Regions from separate parts of the Arachis hypogaea genome. Here region 2 is linked to region 1. The links are chromatin contacts, called in public Hi-C maps. All regions are on one chromosome and are shown on one strand. The core of a region is the stretch at or near the end of the contact, and the rest is flanking DNA. Distances in the headings are between cores, read along the strand shown. Region 1 holds the start of LOC112782727 (ABSCISIC ACID-INSENSITIVE 5-like protein 7). Region 2 holds the start of LOC112783826 (cellulose synthase A catalytic subunit 1 [UDP-forming]).

Region 1 (2,892 bases), core at 118-2,617:
ATAGTTATCATTATTAGTGATATAAGACTCAACCTTTTCTCCCAAAGTTTGAGCTTTCCAATGCAATTAGATTCTTGAAAGAGATTCTGAAATTTAGAAACAATGAACTTCTAACAAAATTGAATAATTTCAATGAGCATGGCCAAACCGCTATCACTAATATAGTTAACGAATTTGGACTCATGGACAATTACAACAAATTTCTTATAAGCATCTTCAACCATCTTCTTCCTCAAGAAGGAACCATCATACTCCTTGACGAGATTAAGTTAAGGATCAATCTTGTCAACATCGTCAATGACGAAATCAACAATGGGTGAGAGTTCAGATCCGATAAAGAAATCTCAAGAGAGAGGACTTGCTCATGCATTTTCTTGAAAGTGGAAATTCGGACGATGTCCTTAAACTTGCTTTGATAGAGAAGCTCGCTGATTCGGTTTATAGCATGTTTGACAGTGGAGCCGGTTCTGAGGCCAACAATCATGCTGGATATAACGGTTTTGTAAGCAATGATTTTCTTTAAATCATCTTGGATGAAAATGACCTAAGAAAGAAGAAGATGGTAAAAGAATGTTATCTTTAGAAAAATGAGAATGATGATAGTAGCAGCAAAGAAAAAGGTAATTTAAAGATTTTGGACAATTTTTTAGGGGTTTGAATAATTTTATTATATGAAATCGATTTTTCGTGAGTACAACTTTAATTTTATTGTTTTGTGGGTAGATTTATTGACGTTTAGAATTTTAATAGATAAAAATAATAGTTTACTCATATTAAAAATTAGTCACTTATATAAAAAATATATATATTATATAAATGTATAAATATATTAAAAATAAGTTAAATAATATATGTATATATACAATAAAAATATTATGTATATATAAAAAATTTATAATTATATATTTATGTATAAATATATATTGTTGAATTTATTTTTAATATATATTTTATATTTTATTATATATTTTATACTAAATGCTAGTAATTAATTTATTAATTAATTTTTAAAAAATACTATTTATATACTAAATATTCTTGATATCTATATAAAAATATAATTATTATTAATTAATTATATATTTATATTATTTTTTATTAACAAAATAAAGATAACACATACTTAGTTGTTAAAAAAATTAGTGTCAAAATAATATTTATTATAAAAAATATACACGTTATAAAATTGTTATTTTTTTTGTATATTTAATATAGTTATATACGCCAATATTTAATAACTCAATTAATAACTATTTTTTATGTATCCGAAATATTTTTTTTTATTTTTATCCGAGGGTCCAAAATGTCCTGTAAATCAATAATATTTTTGTTCTTTTTATTTATAATATCTTAAACAAATATTTTTATCTAAAATCGCTAAATTCTAAATAAAAAAGAAAAAAAAAAAAAAACGCCACAGCGAAGGAGAGAATGCATAAGAGATTGGAGGCAGTGCTTAAATGGCGCCTCGTGTCTGTGTTGTTCGCACAAAGACACTTGTCGAAAGCACCACAATTCATAACCTCAAAGCTCCCTGCGACACGACTCTCTCTCTCTCTCTCTCACTCACACTCACTCTCTCTTCCAATTCGAACCAACTCAACACACTCTCCAAAGGTAAAATTAACCCCTAAACCCTTGTCCTCCTTCCTTCGTGTTCTTTTTATTTCACTCTCTTCACCTTACCTCTTTTTTTTTTTTTTTTTAAATGCCGCCAACTTTTTTTCCCCGTATCTTAACCGATTGATTGATCTTATTCTTTTTTTTTTAAATTATTATTATTATTTTGTCTCTCGTGTGATTAAACTCTTATTTAATTAACATTTTAAGTTTGTCAAAATCTTCTTCGAGACATTTTGACTCTTTTTTTTTTTTTTTTAATTTGACCAAATTTGGGGTTTACGATATCGGCGAAGCTCGATTATGGCGAGAAACTGAGGAATTTGGAGTTCCTCTTCGCTGCGAGTTGTTTAGTTTTCGGATGAGAGTGGTTGAGCAAAAGGGGAAAGACTTTCCATAATTGGGCGTGAAATTCTGGAAGATAATCTAATAATTATTTAATTAATTATTTAATTAATTAATTAACTAATTAATTAGTTAATTTATGGATTAAATAAAATAAAAAGCAGGTCTTTAGGGGTTGAGTGACGCATCGGAGAGATTTTTTTTGTGGTTTCTTTTTCCAGTTTAAGTGGTTTAACTCGGAGAAAAAAGGTTGGGTTTTTGTTAGAAAAAATATGAATAAATTTTAAGTTCCATTTACATCAGATTTGAGCTAAGTAAGTAGTACTAGTTAAGTGACCAACTCAAATCTAATTTAACCAACCAAATTCGGACAAAAAACTTAACCTCTTTAAAGTGTGAAATTGTGAATTTCTTAAAAGGCAATGAGTTGAGTGAGAGTAGTGTGGATCTGATGCAGCATAAAAAGTGGAAGTGTTGATCTGATATTTCTATACTCTCTATTGGGTAATAATCAATGTTTACTTTACCGTTCTCCAACTGCTTTGGATTCTTGCAGAGGCGGTTGCATTTATAACTCTCAAACTGTTACAAGATGTTTTAACTGTTTAACTTAACATGTATCTAAGTTTCACTTCAGATATTTTAATTTGAGACAGAACTCTACTACCTGAAAGATTTTTTTTGTTCTCCTTTCTACTTTTAATGTATACTTGATTATTGGTTTTTGTAGACTATAATATAGCGTGGGGTAGGAGTTTTAAGGGTTTGATTTAATTATCTGCTGCAAGTAACTTTGTTAATTTAATGTTTTTCTTCAGTGTTGTGAATAGTTAGATCTGAATCAGAAGGATAATCATTCCAAAGCACGCTGAAAATACCATATGATCTACTTGGGAATGATTGATACGTAAGACATTGTTTGCTTAA
Region 2 (2,892 bases), core at 178-2,677, 540 kb before region 1:
TTTGCCAGTTCTTCAAAAGAAGAGATCGAACCTGCAGGTAGTTTTGAAAACCAAAGTAGCGCAGCGCCGTCAAGGTAAGTAGGGAAAGCTCTGCAAAGAACAGGTTCATTATTAGGGCCATTAAAGAACATCATAGATTGAAATTTTTTAATATGAGCCCGGGGGTCACCAATCCCCTTATATGGCTCGAGTGAAGAAGGCAGCGTGAAATTTTTTAGCATCTTGTAATTGGTGATTTCCTCGGAGAACGGGTTGTCCAAGGTCAGTTTCTCCTTTGGTGGGTTGACACTTAGTAGGTCTGCGTTGCCTTTTCCTTTGGAACCATTCTCCTCACATTTACTAGCGTTGTTTTGGGTGGATAGTTCGGCAAGTCTTTTGACTTCAACTTGTAGCTCAGCCATCTAGGCCATGAGTTCGGCCTAAGTGAGTTGGTGGACTCCATTATCGGCCATGTTCGAAGGTTGAGAAACCCTGCGTAAAAAAGAAATGCAAAGTGCGATATAAAAAGGTAGTGGGGTTAAATTAACTTTCGGGCCTCACGGTAGGCGCCAAATGTTCTGTCCAGAGTGAGCCGAGGTATACAACGCCTAGGTCGGCTGCTTGACTTCCGGGAGGAGCTATGTCTCGTCCAGGGAGTGGTGTTATAAGGAAACCTCGGCCTCTTGAAACACGACGGCGGGAGCACTTGCAAAGAGCACTCCAACGCTCAAGTAAGAATGAGAATTATCAGAGAATAAATGAAATAAACTAGAGCGAGTATGTGTAACCTGAGCCTTTGTGAGTTTGCTTGGTTCTGTTTTATAGACGAGTGGGGGGTCTATACTGTTAGGTTTGTTCCGATATTCTTGGTGAGTTCCGTTTGTTAGTAACGCGCTGAAGATAGGATCTGACTTGCGTGTGACTGTGATCAAGTTACGTTTGAGGTCTGCTCTTGGTGCCGAAATATTTGGTTAGTTAGCTGAGAAGGATAGCTGCCGAGTTTTTAGGAGTACACATGATGTAATATAACAAAATATAAAATAACTACACTGAAAAACTAAATTAATTTTTATTTTTATTAATAGTATTACATCAATATACCCTGATAGTTTCTAAAAAAAAAATTACAATAGGTTATAAAAGTATTTTTATTACGAAATTCTTTTTTCTTTTGAATTTTATACTGCAGTGACCCCACGCATAATTCCCATAAACACATCTGCCAGTCAGTTACACGTGGTCCCCACTGAATTTTACACTCCACTGCACTCCTTGTCCGTCCGATACATAACGAATCCAACGGCTTACAATCCTCCACGATCTCACATACCAGCCTTTGATTAACTAGGTTCTACATGGCTGGCGTTCCTCCACGATGACCACTTTTCCACCATAAGATCCCAAATCATCCAACGGCTAATATTTTTGCATAGAACCTAAGAACATGGCAGCGAAGCAAACAACAGCAACAAGTAACAACAATTCAAGGGAGAGAGTGACTGTTGAGTTGGCTGAACAGTTTGGGAAAAAAAAATAAAGGAATGGATCAAAGTGGTGGAATTGCGACTGGGCCGCGCGATGTCCTAGGAGTTAGGAACGGTTCCGACATTGGGGTTAGTAACTTAGTATCGTATCCTCTTTTGTGTTAAAAAAAAAAAAATCAGCTTCTGTGTAATCCCTTTACGCAAATGATATAGATAATTTTGTTTTCAAAATTTTAATTTACCAACTTTTCGTTTTTTGTTCATAAGATTATGGACGATCACAATGTTGTTTTCGTTTTGATTTGTTTAGTTTTGTATTTACTTATTCTGCATCAGTCTGTGTTTATGAATGGTTTCTCTCCCAAAGTTCCGTTATCTGTTCTTGAAGTTTTTTAAATAAATAAAAGAAGAATTTCGTTAAGACAAGAATAATACAAGATAGAGGATAAGAGTTTTTCTTTACAAGTGCAAAAAACAACCACGAGATTAATCGTTTTAGCATAGTTTTTCAATCTCTCAACAAGCCTATAAAGATGATGAAAGATCACAAGCTTTACACCAAATGGATACAGCATGTCTAATCCTATCACATAACACTTGCTTTTATGAAACATCCATGCTACGTTTACACACAAAAAACCAGCCACCAAATCGTCACCGCTCACTGGTATAAAATACATGCTAAAATACAAAATATATATTGAAAACGTACGAAACAACATATGTATTTATACACAAATACAAAGTGACCAAATACTCTAAGTAGTGGTGTATACTGCACAGTGGCACAATGTTGTTGCCTCTTTCCTCCTTCCAAAACCAACAAACATAGTCAATAGGGAACAGATCTCAAGTGAGCAAGATCTCGCGTTAGAATCCAGTTAACCAGGATGATATGTTCTTGCAATTGAAATGGGAGATGGAAGTTGTAGTCTGTATAGTTATAGAGATATAGAGATTTCACATGAGTGCTCTTTATTTATTCATTTTCCCTTCCAATTGAAGGGAATTCTAATTTCTATATGCTGCTAAATACTTTCTTCTTTTGTTGGATTTGTCAGTGGAAAATGTCTTGGAAAACTCTTTTAGTTCAGTTTATCCAATTAAATTTACTTAATGATTGAATCTGTGTTCAGTCAAGATTTTTCAGACATCAAGATTATGATAAAGGAGAACTTGTTTAATCTTAATACTGTTGGCCTTTGGCCATGTCACATTTTAAGTTTTGACCTTAAATTTGGTACTTACATGCTTAATGTTTTCTAATATGATCCAATTCTAACGTGTAATTGATATACCTTACTTGCAGTGTAAACCCTTGAAGAATTTGAATGGTAAAATCTGTCAGATATGTGGCGATACTGTTGGATTAACAGCCACCGGTGATGTTTTTGTTGCTTGCCAAGAATGTTCCTTCCCACTTTGTCAC

Evidence for each region. Hi-C and Micro-C count contacts between places; a contact is called where the count stands out from the background.
Region 2: a Hi-C map of leaf shows a contact between it and region 1, with 2.6 times the contacts expected there. The contact joins the promoter of LOC112783826 here to the promoter of LOC112782727 in region 1. A contact is called at or near these places in 2 of 8 Hi-C or Micro-C datasets (both in leaf).

Annotation. Positions count from the first base shown.
Region 1 is chr20:51,753,050-51,755,941 of arahy.Tifrunner.gnm2.J5K5, reverse strand. LOC112782727 (ABSCISIC ACID-INSENSITIVE 5-like protein 7) reads left to right here and starts at 1,367. Exons shown (of 5, transcript XM_025825276.3): 1 at 1,367-1,617; 2 at 2,784-2,892. It also overlaps the pseudogene LOC112785864.
Region 2 is chr20:52,294,614-52,297,505 of arahy.Tifrunner.gnm2.J5K5, reverse strand. LOC112783826 (cellulose synthase A catalytic subunit 1 [UDP-forming]) reads left to right here and starts at 1,427. Exons shown (of 7, transcript XM_025826897.3): 1 at 1,427-1,592; 2 at 2,773-2,892. The coding sequence starts at 1,521.